Regions from separate parts of the Drosophila melanogaster genome. Here region 1 is linked to region 2. Evidence: chromatin contacts called from public targeted proximity ligation data. All regions are on one chromosome and are shown on one strand. The core of a region is the stretch at or near the end of the contact, and the rest is flanking DNA. Distances in the headings are between cores, read along the strand shown. Region 1 holds the start of Aldh (Aldehyde dehydrogenase). Region 2 overlaps tai (taiman).

Region 1 (7,359 bases), core at 521-3,020, 160 kb after region 2:
GCCAGTTCAATTTCATTTCCCGGGAAGCACAAATATTACGTGTGTTAATTATATTCCCACCTCTGCTCTACACACCGAGTATCATACTACCACACACAAGCCAAACTTAATTTACGTAATCATCCATAAAATTGTGCAAGCGCAAGGAGCGACATCGACTCCCACCAGGCGTAATTAAATTCAATTGAAAGTAATTTCCAACAAATTGTTGTAAATTTCATTTTCGCATTTATAACCCACATATGTATGTACATATACTACATGGTACTGCGTCCAGCAATCAGCCATCAATGATGGCATTTAAGTGCGTGCGCCTGAGCCGAGCTGTCCGAATGCAATTTATTTTTTACGCCAAACTGTTTACTCTCGGTTATTAAATATTTCATGCAGCTGAGGACAGCAACCGCAGCGACAGCAGAATCATCAATAACCGGCACCGCCGCATAACAATTGCCATTAAAGTTTATTCGGGCGGTTTCGGCGTTGGTAATTGGGCCCTTCGGTGGGAAAATCGAGGGGAATGGAGCCGGAATCGACCAAATGTTTACTCAGCCTCCATTTCAGTTGCATGTGCTTTTCGGACGGAAGGGTGAGACGCATTGTATTGAATTAGTTTTCCGACTGTGATTGCTTTCGTTCGCCAGTTTTGGCCAACGATGCGTATGCGTGATTCTCTTGACAGCCGTCGCTAAGCTTTCAATTTACGAGTGAAATAAATTTCGAAAGATTTTGACAAATTGGCCTAAATCGCATTTAATGAATTATGTTGAAATAAATTTCGTCCTCTTTTCGCTCATCATCAATTTTGTGCTAGTAATATGGCTGACAGCCGAAAAGTATGCCATAGCCATTTTTATTATGCGAATGCTCGTGCAAGGGGATGAAAACGTTGAGAAGCAAGCGAAATAATGAAGAGAGACAGCAACATAATAAAAATCAAAGTAATGTTCAATAATAGACGAACGATTTCGGACATTTCACTAATGCATTACTTTAATTCAATAACTTTTGGGCAAATAAATTAGCGCAATTCTTTGTATTGTACCAAAATAAATAATAATACCTTATTTATTATTACTATACAAGTCTTGCTAGTTAACAGTAAACCATCTGGCGCATTCTGTTCCACAAGTTATATAATATAATTGTGAATACAAATTCTAAAGCTCATTGATTGATTGGCCTGATAACTGTTTAGATGTTACAATATCATTTGGTTTTAAATTCATTTCCTCCCATCGTGAAATTATAAAAAATAGCTAGTCATTCTAAACGAAAAACACAAAGTTCTGGAATATTTTTCTTTTAAGCGAAATCGTATGATAATTTATACCGTGGAGGTTTGCCAAATAAGCTACAAAAGCAATCTATAGTTTCATAAATTACTAAAGAGTATCTTAACGAGATAAACAATATTATAATAACCCCACCCGGCATAATGAAATCTCCACATGCAAATGCAATTTTATTCAAGTACTTTTCGTACTTAGTACTTAGTTATTGCGTTTAAGACTCTTTGTTATTGATTTCCTTCTCTTTCTGGTTTCCCTATTGAAGAGATTATCTATCTATCTCGCTCTGACTTTATCAGCACTTATCAGTGTTGGCAATGAGCTTTTAACTACTTTATGCCTATCTACTTTTTCTCTTAAAACCATCCCATACTAATAACTACATAATACCTCAATCATATACTTATTATGATTTTGCTCCACCTAATTAATTATATAAAACAAGGTATACTATGTGGAAATTCTTTTAAGTTATAAAGCCAGCTGTGTGTATCAGTTCAAACCGTTAGGTCACAAAAATTTTATTTATTTTAATTTAAAAAAAAAATTATTAAATTTTCGGTCTAAATTGTGTTATTGTTCTTTATATGGCTCCTAACAGTTAAAAATCTTATAGATAAGGGCGACCATATGTAGCTATTTTTGGCTATGTTCTTCTGACAGCACTTGTGGCGTGGCGCGAGTTCCCCTCTAGACACTTAAATATTCCTAAGTAGTTTTCGCGAGCGGCAAAGCTACGAAATCGTTTCAGTTGTCCGTCGACCGCTGAACAATTAAGACGCAGTTCTAGTTTTGCGCTCTCAGTACTTTTCTCTAGTTTTTCTATCCGGAAAAGTATAAAAAATAATCTATTCAAAATGCTGCGCGTTTTGAAGACCGGTGCCCTGCTGCGTTCCCAGGCCAAGAACTTCGCAGCAGCTGTTGCGAACTACTCCTCCCTCCCGCAGCCACAGACAACGCCCGATATCCTCTACACCGGGGTAAGTCCTAATCCTAACTCAAATCCAAAAAAAAAAAAAAATAAAAAGTGAAAAGCATTATAAATAAATTGCGGCATTTGTAGCAATCGCACTTGCAATCTGAGTAAAGAACTCAACAGGAAAGCAAGCATTTGACTTGTTTTTGAGCTGACCTTGAGGCGAGCAACTACAGCTGTTATCGCCCTAGAGCCCCTCCTCAAATACCCTACATATGCGAATCCAGTTTTTAGGTTCTCCGGTGTAGGTCTTCCCCATTTCGATTTTAACGAAAAGAAATTGGCAAATCAGCGCAACGCAAGCGAGTCTCACCGCATTCAGATCACGTACACCAAATGTTTATCGGCAGATGTAGGGGATTGTAGGGGATTAGGCTGCTTAAGCGAATCGAAAGACCGGCGACTAAAATAAATATACAAAGGCGATATCGAAAAAGCAAAAACAACAATCGCATATGTAGTTCGCCGGCTATTGTTGTTGTTATTTCTGCTTCAGCTTCTCATTGTTTGCCATACCCGGTTTCTTTGTTACGTCAGCAGTGGCGCTCGCACACGCAAAACAAAAATTTGTTTGCCGCAAATTCTCATCATTTATTCTTCTCATCGCCTCGCGCTTTCATTTCTTCTCTAGGGAAATTTGCATAAATTTAACCATTGTCATTTTTTATCTTTAGTGTCACCAATTAAAACTAGCGTTCGTTCGATTTAATTGAAAAGGAATTGCGGTTAGGAAGCGAGCCAAATGTGGTTTTTGTCCAGATGTTAAATGGGATCCAATGAAATTAGAGCAGTTCGTATATAGTAAACATTTTTGCAGAAAAAACTTGAAAATCCAATGTGCACGGTTTTTATTTGTCTATATATATTTCAGAATTTTTAAAGAAACTCCTAGCTTACATCGCTCTTAAACTGTCTTTAAATAATTGTTAGTGTTCTATGTTTTCCAAAAACAAGGAAGTTCTTAAAAATTTGTATATAATAAATATTTTTGCAAATGAACTTGATTTTCAAATATGCATGTCTTGCATACCAATATATTTTTGTTTTTAAGTCTAAAAATGAAATCTTGCATACCTCTTAAATTGGCTTAGAATAGCAAATAACATATATATAGACCATATATGTACATATATGCTGAACCCTAAAGCAAAATATTTCAATTTTACAAGAATTGAGCATTCGTCTATTTTGAGTGAACTGCATATTATGCAACCTTTATAGTACTTATACATATGCCATAATCTGAGAATCTGCTTTCATAACAAGAAATATCAGCCCATAATGTCTCGCGCACCACAAACGTTCTAATCTCTTGATTTATCTTATTGTATTTGTGTTTGTTGGCATAGGCAGTTTCCACTTCTTATCACCGGCAGCCCTATTATTTTGGGGGTCTTTACTGGGCGAGATAACATGGCACACTTATAAGATTGGCTTCCCTAATCGAACCAGTATTAGACTCGTCTAGCCAGACCCCCGAAAACTAATGCACACGTGCGTCGTCGCTATGTTTATATTTTGCTATGTCTGGCGGAAAGTTTTATATTCGCAAGCACATTGTGAAATTCAAAAGTAGATGTATGCAAAAATAAAAACAAAAAGAAATAAAAATGTTCTATAAAATAGGATGACGTGAGGGGTTGGACGCGAGGGCTCACTTCGTTTCAATTTTAATCAGTTAGCCGGTAAACGTTTTAGATTACCCAGACTGGGGGATTGTCAGATTCAGGTAGCCATGCGAACGAAACAATCAGTCAATTGCGATAGAGGAATAACACGCACGGCAGGCAATAATAACAAATAACAGCAGTCAAGGGCTTATCATATAGAGGAGTGGCTTGTTTGTCAATCCAACAAAACGATGTAAAATACAAATGAATTCAATAGAAGAGATTGTGAATATGATATGGCACTAATTGAAGCTGTTAACTACTTATTGCAGGTATTTATCAACAACGAGTGGCACAAGAGCAAGTCGGGCAAAATATTTGAAACCATCAACCCGACCACAGCGGAAGTCATTGCCGAAATTCAGTGTGCTGATAAGGAAGATATCGATATTGCCGTCCAGGCTGCACGCAATGCATTCAAGTGAGTGTGCAATTTGGATATAAATCGACTTTGCTTATTAATAACAACTCTATGATCACTAGGTTGGGATCTCCATGGCGTCGCATGGATGCCTCGGAGCGGGGTCGCCTGCTCTACCGCCTGGCTGATCTCATGGAACGCGATCAGGTCTATCTTGCCGTAAGTATCAAGAAATATTTTAATAATTCAAGGTCTTTAGTTGGAAGTTTAAAATATTAATATAGTTTATATATACTTATATGCTTATCAAAATTTAATTTTCCGACAGAGTCTGGAGACCCTTGACAACGGCAAGCCCTACAGCATGTCCTACAACGTGGATCTCCCGACTGCCATCAAGAACCTGCGCTACTTTGCTGGATGGGCGGACAAGAACCATGGCAAGACTATTCCCATGGACGGAGATTTCTTCACTTACACCCGCCATGAACCCGTGGGCGTGTGCGGCCAGATCATTCCCTGGAACTTCCCCATCCTGATGATGGCCTGGAAACTGGGTCCCGCTTTGGCTACCGGCAACACCATTGTACTAAAGCCCGCTGAGCAGACCAGTTTGACTGCTCTGTACATTGCCCAGTTGGTGAAGGAGGCTGGCTTCCCCGAAGGTGTGGTCAATGTGGTTCCCGGATTTGGAACTGCTGGCGCTGCCTTGGCGAACCACTGCGATGTGGATAAGGTGGCCTTCACCGGTTCCACCGATGTGGGCAAACTTATCCAACTAGCATCGGGAAATACTAACCTAAAGAGAGTGACACTGGAGTTGGGAGGCAAGTCGCCAAACATTATTCTGTCTGACACCGATATGGACTACGCCGTCGAGACGGCTCACTTTGGTCTGTTCTTTAACATGGGCCAGTGCTGCTGTGCAGGATCTCGTACTTTCGTGGAGGACAAGATCTACGATGAGTTTGTCGAGCGCAGCGCGGAGCGGGCTAAGAAGCGCACCGTGGGCAATCCCTTTGATCTGAACACTGAGCAAGGTCCTCAGGTGAACGAGGAGCAGATGGAAAAGATCCTTGGAATGATCAAAACAGGCAAGAAACAGGGCGCTAAGTTGGTTGCCGGTGGCAGTCGCCCAGAGGGCCTACCCGGCTACTTCGTCCAGCCCACGGTGTTCGCCGATGTCCAGGATGATATGACCATTGCAAGGGAGGAGATCTTTGGACCGGTTCAGCAGCTGATCCGCTTCAAGAAGCTGGATGAGGTCATCGAGCGGGCTAACAACTCCGAGTACGGATTGGCCGCCGCCGTTTTCACCAAGGATCTGGACAAGGCCAACTACATTGTGGGTGGCCTGCGTGCCGGAACTGTGTGGGTAAACACCTACAATGTCCTCGCTGCCCAGGCTCCGTTCGGTGGCTACAAGATGTCCGGCCATGGACGCGAGAACGGAGAGTATGCTCTGTCCAACTACACGGAGGTCAAGAGCGTCATCGTCAAGGTTGCCCAGAAGAACTCCTAAGAAGGACCAGATATTTCCTCCAAGAGGGACGCTTAATATGGTTCGCCCTACTTAGGTGCTCTAAATTCCGGCGATAATCTACATCTCTATAATGAACATAGTTTTAAATACATCTGTTTGATATACCTAACTACGGCCAGTTTTTGTATTTTTTCCATTCGGTTAGTTTTCTTTAAGTGTACATTTCTATCTAGTACATATGTAATGCAGCTATAAATCAGTGCAGGGACCTGGTCAAACAATTCAAAAGTTGTTTTATTTACGTTCTATCTTACTCCCCTTTGCCCTACAGAGTTTTATGTGTAATTCCAATGTTTGCCAATAGATTCTTGGCTTTGTTTATAGCACACTCTGAACTGAATGTCATTATTTTGCTTATCCCACAACACTGAGATAGGACAAACAAGCACACAGATACTTCCTCACAGCTTACACTGCACGAAACATTGATTGGTTTAGCATAGAGCCAAAAGCAAATGGATAAAGTGAGCAACCAGCACACGGAGCTCAGGGAACTAGCTTGCTCGTCCATCTAGGAGAAATAAGCTTACATTTATTTGCATTTATTGGCATTTTCCATCGTTTTGTTTTAGCCTCGAATGCCTGAGTGTGTGTGTTTGAATCTGTGTGTGGATTTCTGTGGCACTAAGACTCACATATCAGGACGTACTCAAACTTACACAGACACATCGGGTCGTTTTTCATCCAACATCATGGCATACAAAAAAAAATTGGAAAAAGTTTTCCATTAGATTGGACAGCAGCTGAGCGTGTCAAGTGCTTTGCGGTTAGTGGAGAACTTGTTCTCTTATTTTCCACTTTGTTGTTTTCGAAATTGAATAAGCGCATTTGTATGCAATTTATTTAAAATTTGTATTTCAATTTTTGTGATGACCAAAGGCCAAAGTGCAAGTGGTTATTTGTTTTATTTATTGCCTAGCTTTGAAAATGTCACTTACGTTGCGGAAAAGAGTCCAGAATCTTATTTGCGGTCTTGTGGAAAAAAATTTAATTTAAGAAATCGATTCAATTAAACTAGGAATGTTTATGTATGTATTGAATTTAACTGAATATTGCCAAGCGTGTTTGAATTATGAGATTAAATATTTCATATCAGTTTGTATTTACCGTAGAGTGCAAACTTGTATAAAACAAAAATGTATTTTGCATTCCGTTTGCAGGCGCTGCAAACCTAATTCGATTTGTGCCACCTTTTCGTATTGAACGAAAAACCAGCAAAAATCACTAAGCCCCCACGGCGTATACGCAATTATTTTATTTTACCGCTTGTATTCCGTATTTTGGTTCTGTGCTTTTTTCTGGACTAAATATTTTAAATTGATTTTCGCTTGATGGCAACCATTCATACATATTCGAGTATAGAACAAAAACGCAAAGAGGAACGACTGGAAAAACTGTTAAAATTGCAAATGATCCATGGGCAATTTTAATACCCCAAAAATGGCAGGTGGCCAACTCGGAAAAAGGGCAACTAACAGGATTTTAGCGAAGAGAATGGTGGCTGCGGGGGTCGAAGG
Region 2 (7,014 bases), core at 1,128-3,627:
GTGTCGGTGCAACTTAGTCTACGTAGTTGAAACTCTTGCCTGCGACATGTAAACAAAATGCAAAGTGCGCAAAGCCAGCAACAAAAGTCGAAAAAACAACAACAGCAACGGCATTGCGAAGGTTAGCTTTATATATTTTATTTACTCATAAATTAAATTTTTGCAGTCTGGCTGAGATTTCATTGAAACGCAGCCAAGACAGCAGCGAACAAGGTAGAGGAAATCAACTTGAGAGATTGCTCAAAGATTAAGCACACTTGCACACACATTCGATTATAAAGTGCGTTCGCAGTTGTAGGACAGTCGAAGGTTTTAATTAAATTATTTGACACTTCATAAGTCAATCAGATATTCGACTTTATGATGGAATGGAATCATGGAATTTAACAACTTGAAATGAAGGCACCTTTTGATAAAAAAAAAACTACGTGTGGAACGTTTCCAAGCCACACTTGGATAGTTATAAAAGTGCTAGAAAAAGTAATTCTTTAAAGATAGTATTCTGCATAAATTTATCAACACAATTCGAAGCGCCATAAATCTTTGGAATACCGCCGAAAATTGTTTACTTCACCGATCCAAACGATTGCATACAAATGCGCTGTTTACTCCGAATGGCATCATCTATGTGCATATGTCCCATATGTCAGCACGTGCAGCAATGCACTTGGTCAATGCCACCGCAGAATGCAGAATGCTATCGAAATCTTTGGGATTTCACCCCACATACAACATACAACTGATTGCCAACTGATGTAGCTTCTGTTAAGTAGGACTGTGAGGCAGTTGGGGCTTAAACAGCTGTTTCAGCTGCTTATGAGCTAACCTTACCCACAAAACGTAAACAAGTGCAGCGTGGGGAGAACAACAACAACAACAGCAACAACAGCAAAATGCTAAATCGACTCTGACCCACTGACATTATTTCGCCGACATAGACGGCAAAAAAAAACAAAAAAAAAAACAGCAGCAACAACTGCGAAGAGTGCATTCAGTCGGCAGGTGAAACACTCGAAATGCGAGACTCAGAGCGGGGCATTACAAAAAGTGCCGGAAAGAGAGACTTCTGGTCTATAAGGTCGGTTCGGATGGGGGAAGTATGTACATATATACATACATACATATAAATATGTAGAGGTGGGTTGCCTATGGTGGAGGAAGGCCGCCGATTGCATAGCCGTTTGGCCGGTCGCTCATTAGATGTTATCATCCATGTTTTTGCCGTAGTTACTGTCTATTGAATCATTCAGTTACAGTTCTGATATAATAGAGCCCCGTTCTGGTTCACTCAGATCAAATAAATTGCCTGGCAAGTTAAATGGTGATTACTGGCCTGGGGAAATGGGGCTCTTCGAAATGGTAGCAATTTTAGCTATTATAGCGACTATTTGATTGGTATTCTATTAAAACGATGAATTTGTTGAGAATTATGTACTCTCTGTGGAATGGGAATTTCTCTTAGGTATGCAAAATAGTAATGGTTTGCAACTATAAAATAATTTAAGTTAAATTCGATTCTTATTAACGCCTCTGTGTATAATAATAATCTAAATTAATTTCTTTGTAAATTCGTGTGCCACCATAATTTCACAAACCGTTCAATTTGACAACTATTTTTTAATTGCACAAATGGGCCTCCGCCTTTCACAAAGTTATTTAGCAGTGTTATTTTGACGCCGTTCAATGGAAAGTGAAAACTGTCAATGCCTGAATTGGCAATTAGTCAGTGAAAGTGTAGCAGATGGCACGAGTCTTTCGCCGCCCCCCTTTCTCGTCTCGCTCTTTGATGGGGCAATTAAAGTGGCTAAACGCACAAGCGAAAGACATAATAAAAAATAAATAAAAATAATTTAAGTATGTGTCACATAAATCAATGCCAATTAATTGACTCGCTCGATTGAAACTGATTCATTAAGTCGAAAATAATAATAACAAACGGAATTGCATATAGTCTTGAAAAAAGAATATACATTTTTCCAACATTTTTATATCCTAATTGGGCACTTAATTTATATTCCGCAACTTTGTTTTCAAGTTCAAAAATATTGTGGAAATAAATTTAAGCTGCTCCCAAGCGAAATAGACTACCAGCGGAAACCTGAATCATACAATTTATCAAATATCAACAAAGTGTATATAGAGAAAAATATATAAAAAAAATCAGCAAGCAGCCGCAGTAATAACAACAACAACGGCGAGCGGCAATCGAAATACACTTGAACGTGAGTGAAACAAAATTCATGACCCACTTTATAAAACGCTTTTTCTTTCATCCATGACCCACTTTATTATTTGTAGCAATGACTGTAGCCGAGAGCGACCCACAAACAGACTCAGACTGAGAGCATTGTGTCTCTCCGAGCGGAGAGATCCGAACCGAGCGAACATATGTTTTATTCACACACCATTCACACAATTAGTTTGCTAAAAATGCAGGCTTACCCACACAGAAGTCTGAAAAACACAGCAGCAGCAGCTGAGCAAATGGGGCTTTCGTGGTGTACGAGACGCGGTGGGGAAGTCAGCTAGACCAGACTAGACTTAGTTAACTTGGCTTAAACAAGTGCACAGGTCTCTGGTTATGGCGAACAAGGCAGCGCACACAGCTGAGACCAGTCAAGAAAAGCTCTGGCAACAAAAAAAAAAAAAATGAAAGACGAGTTTAACTAAAGTTACTTGTGGGCTAAACATGTGCTCACTTATTTTAGTGAATATACACTAAAACACTCGATCAGAAATAAACACCTTAAATGCAGGAAAACTGCACATATCTGTCATCTGTCCTTCGGGAATTCCCAAAATATGATAACCTTACCTCGAAAGTCAACCCGCACATTTGGGTTAGTCAGAATGAATCAGCATTTGTGAGCAAGCTGCCACTTAAATTCCATAGAAACTCCATTCCGCATGCACAAATAAACCGAAAAAAAAAAATATTTACAAATTGTATTTGTTTTTGAGGGTGATATCAATTTGCAATTGATGTCAAGGATACTGCGCAGTATGCGGAAGTGAATTAAAATGTGAGTCAGGTAAATGAGATTACAAACAAATAGAAAATATCCCAGGATGAGATCACTTATATGAAATAATTGGTAAATTTTTAAAACGATCCTCCCCACTTTTCAGCCAAAAATTCACTTGCTCGCTGTACTTTTTTTTTATTTTAGTATATTCCTCTTTGAATTCCAAATTCCAAGTTTGAGCCGACAGGCCAAACATCACGTATACCTCCAAAAACCCAAAAAAAAAATCAAAACAATTTTTTGAGCTTTGCCCCCGAGCTACGTTTTGCACTTTCTTCGCTTCCCCGGCTTCATGGCATTCGTATACGGTGCGTATGAGTGATGCGATTTTGAATTACACAGCACACTCTCCATAACAATCATCATCACGTGAGTCGTGACTCAATTTGTCTAAGCTCTCGCATAGGTGTAAACGAAAGCTTCAAAAAGCTGAAACCAAGTTCCAAAACTCTGGCTGACATAATGATCAACATTAAATGTAATGAGTAATTTGTTTTCTCTGTATATAGAGTCTGCATTTTGTTGGCCAACAGTCGAGAGAGCTGTGATTCATGTGAAATGGAACGACCTTGCCAGTGGGCTTATGTCTCCATTGGTATGCAAATTCATCATCAAAGAGTTTAAAAGCAGCAGAAGGGAGCAATCGTTACCAGAACATTCGCGGAATCATTGCTGCTGACAGGTTGTTATATGAATTCAGTGGAATTTTATTGACAGCGGTGATAAAACGCATTTATTTCACCATTACGTAATTTATTGAGTCAGTTCGTCTTGCCTTATTTTATTAAAAAAAAAACAATTAAGCGATATAATACAATATATTCTTAAGTTTAATAAATGTAAGTTTTTAAATTTTTTGCTTTTACTAAACGAAATAAGTACATATGTATGTAGTTTTTTCTCCCCGATAAATTGCCGCAAATTCACTTTGCAATCAGACGCACCATTAAAATCTGTATTATCCCAACCACTCAATTTTCCGATGATCAAACAAATGCCGTCGATTGTCATTTTAAGGCACATTGTTTGTTTTCCTTTGGGGCGAAAGTATTGTGTCTTTCTGTCTCTTTTGGCCAGCCTCTCACACTGTGGATTTTGCATATATTTGGCTGTTTGTCTATAAATACGATGCGTCTCCCCGAGACTCATGACGATAAAATGGCGAAAATAGCAAAACACAGAGGCAGATTGAAAGCCCAAGCGGCAAAGTGCAAATTGATAAGCCCAACAAGAGCAAAAAAAAAAGAAAAAAAGAAAAACGAAAAAATAAGAAGAGGAACTGAAAAAAAGCAACGCAAACAGCGCGAATAAGTCAACTGACTTACTGCATTAATTGTAATTTCATTAATTTACGCTACTCGCCTCTGTTTCGCTCTTTTCTGGCTGCCTTAATTAAGCGCGTCAATCATACGCCCTGTGTGGCAGGGCGAGCGGCAGCGATAGAGCATTGGATGGGAATGCGCCCGATGTGGATGATTATGATCATAGCGGGCTGCCACATTTAAGTGTCGCCCTGTCAAAATAGCCAACAGCGAACAGAAGCAGCAGTGCAAAGAATTCGCACAATTATATCGCTCGGAAGCAGCGGCGGAAGAAAGGGGACAGGGTATCTGGTAAGCGGTTTTGTTGGCACATCACAGCTCACCCACACACCGGTATACCCTCAAACATGTAGTTTAAGCTTGTGTAAATCAACGAGGAATTAAGTAATTAAAAAAAAAAATAAAATAATACTAATCTGCTAGTCTGCTTATCTTAAGTAGAATATAGTAATTCAAGTTGTTGATAAAGTAGTATTATATTGCTCTTTTACTATCTTTTCAAAACTTGTATGCTAGTTTTAACCATGATAAGAAACAGTAATCAAATGTTGATCAGTTTCAAGAACATGTTTTAAAATAATATATTTTAGCTATATTTTTTCATAGTAGATAGATATAGTAAGTGTAAGTATAGTAAGTAAACACTGACTGCCGTAGCTACCTTATTATGCCTGTGTTTTTCCTAGTTTTTCGTTCTCTGCGCTGATTACATCTCCCCATCATGTCCAGTTGCCTGTAATTATTTGGTTGCAGTTCTCAGTTCTTGCCCGCTCCCCAATCTCTGGGGTTCTCTTCATTATGCATATAATGTAATTAAAAAAAAGTGGAGTTACTGCACCACCGCGGTGGTCCTCAATTTGGACTGAAGGTTTTACGCTCAACTGGTTGGGTGAGTCTCAGTGGCAAATGAGGTCCATGAAAGCGGGAATACAGATACATAGTTTGCTGCAATCGGATTGATGAGCTTGCTTGTTTTTTGGATTAAACATATTTCCGACAATTCATATATACGTTTCCTGGCGCAACGGTTCGTCAAGCGACAACACAGATTGGCAAAAATGTAATTTATTCCGCATTTTAAGAGAGTAAAACAAACAATTAATCATTTAGCCAAATGAAAACTGACATGAAAGAGCCCAAATAAAAATGTTCAGTGCGAAGGGGACACGACACCAAGAGTAATGGCCATGATGACCAGTTCAAGTCCGGGTTCTAAACCAGCTGACAACATTAATTTGACTCACGTTGCGGTGGTAACCCAAAGCCTACCTCCCTTCACCGAAATGCTAGCTAAAATTCCGGCTAACAAATGATTAAGTTTGTGCGGGAAACAAGTAACACATCTCAACATCCATTGAAGTGGCTAACATTGTGCAAACTGAAGACGTCACATTCCACCGGAAAATAGTCATTTTTCGGAGAAAGCCAATGGAATGCTATCTGTGCAAAAAGTTGAGATTCCAAAGTGAAACCGCAACATCGCAATTGTTGTGAAAACTTACATTTTAATAGAAATAATAAATTAAGTATAAAATTTAATATGTTATCATACATTTTTTTTTTAAATAAAAATAGTATATTTAATGAACAGTCTAATATAAATGTGATATTGCTTTAAATTAATCATCCACTGAAGACAAAAACCAGCTAATTTTTGTCGGTGCTTCTTGTGCTGCTCAAATGCAAATTAATTGGGCAATAAAGAGTAATTTAGGCAGCACATTACTCAAAGTAATTCAAGTCAAATATATAGAAATAGAAACACAGGGGCTTGGGAAATTTTACATTCTGATAAGAATTCGAGGCCAAACCACAAAAACCAAGTGTCTATGACCAAAGACAAGGCCATATACAAATGGTTTGCTCGCACTTAAAAAAATGTTTTGATAAAACTGTTATAAAACGGTTATAAAGCAAGCCATAAGACATATATATGCAACATATTCTTAAATCTTTAATATTCTACTGTATTCTTACAAACAATTTCTTTGCTAATTTCAACTTTGACCTCTTATTTGCAGGCTTAGCCCAAGTGACTTACCAGATCATTGGGCCTCAGGTACATCAAATCCATCGACCTCGACCAGCAGCAGCAGCAGCAGCAGCATTAGTGCCAGCGGCAGCAACAACAACAAATACAACAGCGGCAACATATCGGTCTGCAACCTGCCGCGCTCATCGCCGGCCGCTGCAACAGCAGCCGTTACACTATCGTCGGCCGCCGGCGGTATTGGCAGCAACTTGTTGAGCGGCTTGCATCACGGTCTGGCGCCCGGTACGCATCCACTGCAGCGCGCGACGGCAGCCAGCGGAGGCGGAGCTGGTGCTGGGGGCGTGGCAGGCGCCTCAACAGCAGCGGCACTCACACTCCAGCAACATCAGCACCAGCAGCAGCAACAACAACAGCAGCAGCAAGCGCAACATCAGCATCAGCACCAGCATCAGCAGCAGACGCAACAGCAGCAATTGGCCTACCAGCACCAGCAACTGCAGCAGCAGATCATCTCGCATCGTTCCATACAAAACAAGGCGGCGGCCACCGCTGCCGCACAAACGGCAAATCTTGCTGCTGCCCTGCAGCGATCGGCTGCCATTATGAATGCGGTGGCATCGCCGATCTCAGCCAACTCTGCCAACTCAGCGACGTCCGGCCGAAAGATACGGCG

The links.
Region 1: a contact with region 2 is called in a targeted proximity ligation map of the Kc167 cell line, with 4 times the contacts expected there. A contact is called at or near these places in 4 of 107 Hi-C or Micro-C datasets (the Clone 8 cell line, the D17-c3 cell line, the Kc167 cell line and 1 more) and 2 of 7 datasets of targeted methods (the Kc167 cell line and the S2 cell line).

Annotation. Positions count from the first base shown.
Region 1 is chr2L:9,385,619-9,392,977 of dm6, forward strand. It overlaps Aldh (Aldehyde dehydrogenase), which reads left to right and starts at 1,771. Exons shown (of 4, transcript NM_135441.2): 1 at 1,771-2,272; 2 at 4,211-4,359; 3 at 4,422-4,518; 4 at 4,628-5,949. The coding sequence starts at 2,150. The coding sequence ends at 5,821. The region is part of intron 2 of Shawl (Shaw-like); the gene reads right to left.
Region 2 is chr2L:9,227,619-9,234,632 of dm6, forward strand. tai (taiman) reads left to right here. Exons shown (of 13, transcript NM_001259020.2): 3 at 6,370-7,014. Among named protein-coding and RNA genes, the nearest start is that of tRNA:Thr-AGT-1-1, 5.5 kb to the right of the region's middle.